Linked DNA regions of Hordeum vulgare: region 2 is linked to region 1. The links are chromatin contacts, called in public Hi-C maps. All regions are on one chromosome and are shown on one strand. The core of a region is the stretch at or near the end of the contact, and the rest is flanking DNA. Distances in the headings are between cores, read along the strand shown.

Region 1 (5,238 bases), core at 1,401-3,900:
GTCACATCCAACATACCGGTGGTAAGTCATATGTGTTAGTTGGCCTCGGTTTATCATGTACGTAGTTGGGACATACGAAAAATCTTCTGCCTTCTGTCCATTCTTGTTTACGATCAATGGACACCTTCACCTTGCAAAAATCACCGCACCAACATGGTGGTGTGGGCACATCCTTCTCCTTGGTCTTGTCCAACTCGGCCGCCATCCACTTTTTTGGCATGTCCTCTTGGTCGGCGCACGACAGCCTCGTCACCGAACCGGATGAAGACATGCCTACAAAATGAATAAACACTTGTTAGCAAAATACAAAAACAAAATATTTAAATACAAAAAAATAAAACAAGAAATCAAATGACTTCTATGAATACGTAATATACCATTATTCTTCCATCAACCATCTAGATTAAGCAAATAACCGAATGATGATCCATTATCAACATATCCTCTACGACTACCACGACCTCTAACACTTGTGCTTCCTCTACGACCACCACCACGACCTCTAACACTTGTGCTTCCTCTACGACCACCACCACGACCTATAACACTTGTGATTCCTCGCCGTCCTCATGGGAAACCTCACTTTGACAGTGGGATCAACAACTATGTCTCTCATAAATTTGTATCCCAGGTACTCAAACGTGAGTTGATGGTGTGTCTTACGATCACGTTTCTTTGGTCGTCTGCAAAAATGAGTGGGAACACAACTTCTTAACACCCATTCTCCGGTTTCTTCTAACTTTCTTGCACTAACCTTCCATGGACATCCTTCATCTGCTTTCTCACACTTCACGGTGAACCGCAAAACTATGTCGGAGTGCTCAACATAAAATGGCATGTGGTTCCGAATGGCATGGTCGGACAACCAAACCTTCATGGCAGCCAAAGTTGGGAACTTCACTCCTTTCTTCAAATAAGCATTCTCGTCCTCATCCTCATCCCCTGGTTCGCCTGGATCAGGGCAAGGTGTTGGCTCAATCTCCGTATTTCTCATGCCACCATCAACTACGGTTTTATGGGCAAGGCTAAGATCTCAAAACAGATGAGTTCTTTTTTCCAAGCCGGTCAACTCAAAGTGAATTTGGTTGTCCTCCTTCGTGAATCCATCCTCGTCCAATTCTTTCCGAGGACCTTCGTCATCTGAGTCATACCCATATAGACACCTAAAAGGTAACTCACGATTCATCTCCTTTTGTGCTATGTACGCATCTAAGTCACCAACATAAATACCATGAAACCCTTCCTCTACCTCATCGAAATCACCATCAACATCCTTTTGAATTACTTCCTCACTAGCAATCACATCAACTTCATTTGCTTGGCTGGTTGGCGGTGGGCTACAAGCATTAGGGGCATGCAATTCAACCTCACTTTCTTTGCTAGTTGGTGGTTGACTATAAGCATTGGAGGCATCAATCATAATCCTTTGCTCAACAAAAGGCACACTTGTCCTCTCGGTCATTGGGGAAGAGACAAGCCGGTTCAAGTCAATTTCAGCCCGAGGTGGTTCAACCTTCGTGGCAAACAATTCAATTGACTTGTCATCTGATTTGTTAACTTGTTCCTTGTACACGTTCCAATGAGGTCAGAGGTGATAGGCATATTTTTCAAGCGAGATTTGACTCCAACTCCAACATCATACCTTCCTATTAACTTAACACAATCATTGAGGTCCATCCACTTTAAGACATGTCTCACTTTTGCAACAAGCTCATCATAGCTAGGGTTTGTACAAAAACAATGGCTTCCTCATCCCCATCGGCATTGTTAGTCAAAAATGCCTCCTTGTCCATATAATGAACATTAACAAGTCTCCCCATCTAAAAACAACAATAATGAATTAAGCACATCAATGACAATTTTGGTTGCCTAAGATCAATCCATTATGCCCACATCATATCAACACTAAATTATTAAAAAAAATCTACAACACATCATATACTAACATATTCAACAAAATGCCCCAAAGGCAAAAGTAATATACCGACATATTGAACAAATCTATACAATCTAACAACTACAAAGAAATCCCTAAAACTAAGAAATAATCTACTTATCTAACATCACCCGTTCTTTACAAATACTCTGAAAATAAGATGCTAACTTTTTAAAAAAAGATTGAGGAAGATTACCTCAAGGATGATTGGGGGGTTTGGATCCACACACTTTGGTGGAGGAGGGAGTAGAATAGGAGAGGTGAAGTGTGAGAGCGAAAAGGTGGCGAGAGCCAGATGCGCTCTGGCTGGAGATGAACAAAGATCCACCGGGTGGGGCGAGCCCGTGCGGCTGGCTGACTTAATTGGGCCACACGCCGGGGTGTGTGGCGTTTGGGCCTGACGACCACGCGCGAGGGTGCTTGGCGTGTGGCCCTTTGCCACATCAACAGGGCAGCAACAGGGGAGGATGGAGCGGGTCCAACCCAAACGCCACGGTCCGTGACGTCTCCCGTGCAATCCAAACGTCAGGATGTTGACATCAGCCAAAGAGGTTAGATCTGATTATTATTTTTAAATCCGAGGTCAGACCTATATTTTATAACACTTTAGGTTGGAAAAAGAATTTGTCCCATCGACGGGCCAGCCCCAACGGCGTAGCGTCCTTCCCACGCCCAGCCCCCACCCCGGCCATCCCCATCCCAATCGCCAGCAATTATTATTCCCCTCACGAACCCCTCTCCCCCACTTACCAAACTCCGGCTCCCAACACCCAAAGCCTCCGCATCCAGAGCTCCAAACCCTAAGCGAGGCGAGGCGCGGCGCGCAGAGGGAGAGGCAATGGATCCCGATTCGGTGTCGAAGGCGTTCGTTCAGCACTACTACCAGACGTTCGACTCCAACCGCGCCGCGCTGGTGGGGCTGTACCAGGACGGCTCCATGCTCACCTTCGAGGGCGAGAAGTTCGGCGGCCCCGCCGCCATCGCTGGCAAGCTCGGATCTCTCCCCTTCCAGCAGTGCCAGCACAAGATCGATACCGTCGACTGCCAGCCCTCGGGGCCCCAGGGCGGCGTCCTCGTCTTCGTCTCCGGCACCATCACCACCGGCCCCGGCGAGCACCCCCTCAAGTTCTCACAGGTCTGCAGCACCCACACGATTCGGCCCCTCTCGCCCTTCCCCTCATCCAATATTTCTCTTGTTTGGTTCTCGTATGTGCTGATCTGATACTCACTACCGCGATCACTACTGCGATCCTTCGTTTGGTTCCAAAATCCCAAATCATACGGCTTCCATAGAAGTAAAGGCCCTCAATTTCGTTTCTGTGATCTATGCTTTGTTATCATGATCGGTGGGGTCTGTCAACTTAATTTATATCCTTTTCTCATCACTGATGGTACTTGATTAATTTGGCTATGCTAGATTTGTTTGGACCTGGGTGTGGACATTTATAGACCTTTATCCCGGAATTGTGTCATTCCCATCGCCCTTGGGATCTCCTTTTGGCAGTTCCATTGTTTCGTAGGCACGTTTCCAGATTTACTTTTTCTTGGCAGGAATGCTACATCCACGTAAAGTTACGTGCACTTTACGTAATGCAATTGATTTGGCAACTGCTAATTGGATGAAGGAAAGAGAGGGGGGCCACACCCTTGAAAATCAGGGAGGGAGGGAGAGAATTAAAGGGAAGGTTATGTAAGATTATGTAACAGGTTAAGTAGATGTAGTATTATTGTTTTCTTGGGGTAGTTGCAGCGCGTATAGTCTCTATAAGGATATGTTGGAATTTTAGTCTGTCCTAAAATTCACCATTATTGAGTATATAGTGGCCTGTAGTTTGGTGCTGATCGCTCTTTGTTACTGATTGCTCTAAATTATTTCATTCTCTGGGACCATGCTTTGCAGTATGGTTGGATTTTTCTGTAAATCTATCACTGTTGTGTTTCCAAGTGTTATCTTCAATTTTTTTGGGCTCAGTTATGACTCTTTGTTGCTGGCTTTGGCCATATGTAGTGATTGCCATTTTAGTAAATACTGATGTGGTTGTTTCTTGATGTGAATAGATAATACACATTGCTCTGTTGCAACCGGACGATATTTGCTGTACTGTTGCTTCTATTTTATTTTATTAATCTGTGATACCAATAATGCGAGCATCACTTTCCTAGGGATGAGGTAGTATGTTCGAGAGTCATATGTTGGATTGGTGTAGCCAAAGCACTGCTTCTGTTGAAGTGTCATCGCGCTCTTTTTCAGAATTCCTTTCACTATGCACTTTTTATGTGACGATAGTGTGCTATATTCATAATTAGGTAGTCATTTAGAATAACAAATACTCCCTCTGTCCCGAATTAAGTGACACGGAGGGAGAGCTGAGCTAGCACAAATTTCTATACAAATGGTGTCTAATTAAATCGGGACAGAGGTAGTATAAACCTATGGTTTGCTAATGAAACAATTCACCTGCTATCTGTGTGAAGTTGTATCTTAAGTAGGTCGCTGATGATGATATATCCTATAACTTGTGTGTGCCATCCACTGTCTAACCCTATTTGTAGGAAATTACCCTTGTAATTGCAAGTCCGCCATTTTATGTGTAGTATGTATAGTTTTCTAAATCTAGCTTTAATGCACATGTAATTACAATTTGTAATCCATAACACCACTTAGCCACTCAGTTCAACACTTTCATGCTTTTATCAAGCTTATGCTTCCTTTTTTATTGAAGAGTGGGGCTCTTAGATGGTCCTTGATCAACGTTATTTGTTACTGGTCCTTAGCAGAGTGTAGCTCTTTAATTCACTCAGTTCAACACCACTTAGCCACTCAGTTCAACACTTTCATGCTTTTATCACGCTTATGCTTCCTTTTTTATTGAAGAGTGGGGCTCTTAGATGGTCCTTGATCAACGTTATTTGTTACTGGTCCTTAGCAGAGTGTAGCTTTTTAATTCACCGTGTCCATGAACATTTGCCTATTAGGATCCTGGTAGCAGGTCTGTGTTTTAATGGGTTGAGAGGTTGCATGGAAATACATGTTATGTTCCTTGTCTTTCTGATCTCAAGGGAAATTTTGTCAGTTGTCCTTGACACAAGGATATGGAGTCATTCTAACCTCGTGATCCACTGCCGTATGCAGATGTTCCATTTGCTGCCAGCTGGAGGGAGCTTCTACGTGCAGAATGACATGTTCCGCCTGAACTATGGTTAAGGAAGGGCGGCCACTCTGGCAGCAAAGAACTTGATCAGGGATTTATGTTGAAACAATGAATATCGAATGATGATGCTGCAGACTTTGTTTGTTTGCC
Region 2 (5,238 bases), core at 963-3,462, 630 kb before region 1:
CAACAGCAACCATGAATATCAGTGCAGCATCATCAGGCGAGTGCATTATTGCATAAACCTGTGTTAAGATTGCACCACTCAAACCAGCAAATCCCTTGAGGATACCAACGATTGGCCCACGGTTCTTGGGAAAGTTCTGAACACATGAGACGAGTGCAGCAGTATTGAAGTATGTCTCACCATTATTTCCAACAAAAATTAGCATGCACATCTGCGGAAAGACGGGGAATTTTAGTGCAAGAGCCAACAAATCTAATTTAAGGAATAAGAATGTACTCTGACACAAAGGTCAGATTAGATAATACGGAAATTATGGAATGGTCCAAGTTCCCAAATGCCACAAATAGAAATGAGGACATGGAATTCAGTGCTTTTAAAATTAGAAGTACAAATGAATATTAAGTCTCCACCTTCACAGACAGCCAATGACACTAATTCTGTGTTTTCAGTATTTTACTGAAGACGGGAGTCATCCTCTGTTGCTTTGAGATTTCACATAGCAAATTATTAACTCACAATCCTACTCTTGGAAACTCAATGGGGATGTTAGTTCACTTGTTTAACTAGAATTTCTAGGTCATTCTGTTGCGGCTGTATTAGACAGGCTGATAATAGCAGTACAGAGTGAAAAATTCAGGTTGAACATTGTTAGTTGATACTATGAACTATATCAACCTCAGTGCTTTTCAGGATATTACATAATGAAAGTTAACTGAAGACACATGGGAAGCGAGAAAGCGACCACTAACACTTTGGAAGAATAATATAGGTGCACACCGATGACTCGGAAGCATATTCGACATGCTGCGCGTTAGAATATTCTTAGTACACACGGCAGAAACAGTTTTAACTGTTTTGAGCCAACAAATAAAAATCTGTCAAATATTTCTGAACATAACTTTCAACATCTTGGAGGAACAAGAAAGCATTGAAGTCCAACAGCAACGGTATTCCGAAACAAGGAACTCGACCGAATAGCGACTCTCCATCATTGGAGACAGGCGTGCAGTTAGTATGCGTGCTCCGTTCACTAGTGGCATAAGGAGACATGAAGTCCGGAGGTACAGCTTAATGATACGAAGCACAGTAGAACATGAGTTTCTTCCATTAAAGCATCGTGCACGCTTCATTTTAGCACAAAAGTCACAGCGAATTTTCGTACCAAGAACAGCAAGGTTTGATGCGGCCATGCAAGCATTGGAATTGCAGAAAGGAGAAAGAAATGGGAGGACTAAATGATTGGAGGGCAAGGAAACGGATCTTACCGCCCAGAGCGGTGGCACGGGGACGCGGTGTGTGACGGCGAGCCAGACCCAGCCGTATCCGACGAGGTTCTGCGCGGCGCCGATGAGGAGCGCGGCCCAGAGCGGCAGCACGGCGCAGAGCGTGCCGGCGAGGAAGCCGACGCTGTCGCCCAGATCCTTGGCGACGCCGAGGCTGGCCACCTGGCGCTGGTTGTACCCCAGCGAGGACTTGATCGCCGGCGAGAGGCTGCCGAACAGGTACCCCACCCCGGCGACCGACTGCATCCACATCGCCGCCACGAACACCAGCCACCGGTTCCGCAGGAACCCCCGCACCCGGCTCCGCACCTCCGCCATTGCCTGCAGCACCTGCCCCAAAGCTCCAACCCGAATCAACACTGGAATCCGCAGCGAGCAGCAGCCCCGAGAGCCTAATGCAAGAAGCCGAGCTCGGCCTATTAACAGGACGGATTTGGGAGGGGAATGAGAGGCCAAGCCGACGGTTTCTTGGAGGCAAGCAATGAACCGGCCGCGAGAGGAGTCGAAGTGACGAGGACGACCCTTGAGGGAGCCGTGGATCGGGATGCGGAATCAGCAACGATCGGCCCCGCTGGCGTTGATTAGTGCTGACAAAAACGTGTGTCCGCGCATAAATGGCCAGGTCCGAACAAGCAGAGCAAGTCGGGAAAAAGGAAGAGAAGAAAACAGCGGATTTGAGCTCGTTTTTTCTCTGGGAGGCGGCACGGCAGCCGGTGGGTAGTGGGCCCGCGTGGAAGATGGTGAGAGGAGGGAGGGGACGGAGGCAAGGCGACAAGCCCGGACTTTGACACGACACTGTGCGCTCCGATGCGCGGTGGATGGGCACGAGGCTGGTCGCAGGTGACGGTGATGATGGTGCGCATCGGGGAGACAGTGATGAGCGAGCGAGCGAGGTGTAGATGGGAATTGGGTGGGCGGCGGCGCGGGACAAGGCGCACCTCGCGACCGGCGAAAATGTGTGGATATGGATTCCACGAGTGTTTCGTCACCGGCAGCGGTGGCGGAAAACTCCAACGCAGGGGACGGGATGGGGCCCGAGATATGGTCGTTTCTGTGCGGTTTAAGCGGCGTACGGTTGTTTCGCTGTCCCTGCCCGTGACTAAATAATTCGGCGCCCGCACGTCGCCTAGCGTGCTCTAGCCCGGCGTCGCCTGTTTCTTTCTCATATTCTTTCCCCTTCTTCCTTTTCCACGATTCAGCCATTCAGGAGAAGTCATTACGGAAAACGCCCCTTTCATTAATTAAAATGGAAAAATCTCGATAAAAGATCAACTGCTGATGACAGCGCATGGAGTTTACGCTGGCCACAGTGACGGTATTTTAGCAGGTATCAAGCACAGAGACTACTCCCTTCGTTCTTAAATATAATTTTTTTAGAATTTTTACTATGAACTATTTATTTTATGTAAAACAAAATGGATGAATCTACATTTTAAATTATGTCAATATACATCTATATATGATTCCTAGTATGTTCTTTAAAAAAATATTTAGAAACGGAGGGAGTAGCAAACACGTTGATATGGCAAACAACTAAGAAAAAAGAGTTAACACAGATAGATATTGTATTATAAGAAATGTTATGCACGGTATCGTCTACTCCCTCCGTTCCTAAATATATGTTTTTCTAGAGGTTTCATTATAAGACCGCATATGGATGCATATAAATATACTTTAGAGTGAAGATTCACTCATTTTGCTCCGTAAATCCTCTAATGAAATCTTTAAAAGGACTTATATTTAGGAACGAAGAAAGTACATACTAATTGATGATACTATGCAAATATAATACCATATACAAGTAGCCTTATGTTACAATTCACGTTATTTCAGCCCAAGCTTAAATGTGTAAGAGGTTAGTGTCACTTGTAACAAATAGCTGGCTAATCGCACATGCGATCTTGCTAGGGTTTTGGCTGCCATCGCCGCCCCCATGACGTGGGCTACAACAAAGTAGACACCGATGTATGCGCCGTTTGTTGATCTCTTTCTACGCCTTTGTTGTTCTCTTGTAGTACATGGAGGTGATGGGTGAGGGAGTTCGAAATTAAGGGGTCCTCGGGTAGTCGGCTTACTACGAAGAGGTTGGCTTGATGGGTCGTGCCTATGATTGGCTAGGCTGTGCGGTATTGATCTTAATCCCGATCTGCCTTACAGACTAAAACCCTCTGGTTTATATAAATACTAGGGGTACCTAGGGTTACACAATGTCGGTTACATCCGGGAAGAAACATGTCGATATTATCATCTTGACTTGGAGCATACACCAAGGCTTCGGAAAATTACTTTCTGGACACGGTGTCGTCTTATAGTTTGGCCCTTCAATGATAATCATAGGGCAGCCCATGAGTCCATCCTGTGAAGATAGGTCAGCGACCCGAGGACCCCTTAGTCTTGTACTCCCTCAGTGACCCCTGAACTGGCCACCAACGCCATAGTCTTGATTCCTAGCAGCTTCTTGCGTCCAAGGTCTTCGGCTTGCGGGGCGAGTTCCTCTCCCCATTTATGTTTGGCCAGTATTAGTTCGCCCACCAATGATTTCCCTGTTTCCAAACAATATGTGTTATTTAGCCTCAAAGGCCAATCGTTCGAGTGTGAACAATGCTTCTGTGTGATAACTTTTTAGCGAAAGATCGCAGACGGTCATGACCGCTAACCAGTTACAAAAACTCAATTCACGGTTGGAGGCAACTTTTTCATTGGCACGTTCCATCAATATGAAGATCATGCCCCGCTTTTTAGGGGATACAGTTTATGATTTGGGCTATCCCATGCGCGCATAACTGCACGATATATCGAGAAGTGGTGAGGTTCACGGTGCACAAAAGGGGCTCTTGGTATTACGACAGTTTATAAAAGGTAAACTACCACCACATCCTCCATACACCTTTTAGATCTCGCTTCACCATTGCCTTCCCTAATCTTCTGAGCTCCAAGCTCCCAAGCTCATTCTGCCCCCAATATCTTTAAACCTCTTCCCGAATTTGGTCATGGACTGCTCGGGCTCTAAAGGCAAGTGGGATGCCTCGCGTGTCACAAACAATGACATCTCGGAGCTGAAGCGTGCCGGTTACCTGTCGACCAACATTGTTCATCGCGCTCCAGAGAAGGGTCAAGTCATCCCCACGCCAAAAGAAGGTGAGAGGATGGTGTTCATACCTCACTTCCTCTGGGGCCTCGGCTTCCCACTCCACCCCTTTGTAAGGGATTTGATGTTTTCTACGGGTTGGATTTCCATGACCTCCCCAAGAACTCTTTGATGCACATTTCGACTTTTATCATCGTCTACGAGGCCTTTCTACGGGTCCAACCCCAGTTTGGTTTATGGTTGAAAGTTTTCAATGTAAAGCCGAAGGTGGTTAGCGGCGAGCACGCATGCTGCACGATAGTGATGATTAGCAAGCCCCCTGGTACAATGGTTGGACAGTTCTTTTATAGACACTGTCAAGATTTGGCAGCAGGAGTGGATGTACATCACCAAACTACGTGATACAGAGTGGGCAACACCCTCCAGATTTAGATCCGGACCTCCTACCAGACTGGTGCCATGGACGAGGAAGGGAATCGATTGGGGGTCAGACGAGGAGGAGGAGTCACTACAGAGGTGTGTCTCCCATCTGGTGAAGAAGAAGATTGAACTGAGCAACGTGGTTCACATCATGCTACGTCGTCGCCTCCTCCCTTGTCAATATCGGGCTACCCCCATGTGGTCCTTCAATCCCAAAGAGTCGGTCGGCATGCACCACTTCTACAGCACTACCAATAGCAAAACTATGGAAGGTGTTATTCAAGCCGCAAAAAACTTGGCCGCCCGGGGAGGAGGACACGAGCCTTGACATCACACACCCTCCGGGAGAGGTATGGTAAAATTCCAGTATTTGTGTTTGGTTATTTCCCTTTAATAAGGCTCTTAACCCTTTTCCCTCCATATTCGCAGATCTGGCTGGAGAAATCC

The links. Hi-C and Micro-C count contacts between places; a contact is called where the count stands out from the background.
Region 2: a Hi-C map of leaf shows a contact between it and region 1, with 5 times the contacts expected there. The contact joins the promoter of LOC123410435 here to the promoter of LOC123407598 in region 1. A contact is called at or near these places in 1 of 6 Hi-C or Micro-C datasets (leaf) and 1 of 1 datasets of contacts at active chromatin or transcription factors (embryo).

What each region holds. Positions count from the first base shown.
Region 1 is chr7H:206,102,841-206,108,078 of MorexV3_pseudomolecules_assembly, reverse strand. It overlaps LOC123407598 (nuclear transport factor 2-like), which reads left to right and starts at 2,650. Exons shown (of 2, transcript XM_045100762.1): 1 at 2,650-3,071; 2 at 5,070-5,238. The coding sequence starts at 2,775. The coding sequence ends at 5,141.
Region 2 is chr7H:206,730,155-206,735,392 of MorexV3_pseudomolecules_assembly, reverse strand. It overlaps LOC123410435 (protein NUCLEAR FUSION DEFECTIVE 4-like), which reads right to left and starts at 2,212. Exons shown (of 3, transcript XM_045103379.1): 1 at 1,266-2,212; 2 at 1-211. The coding sequence starts at 1,601.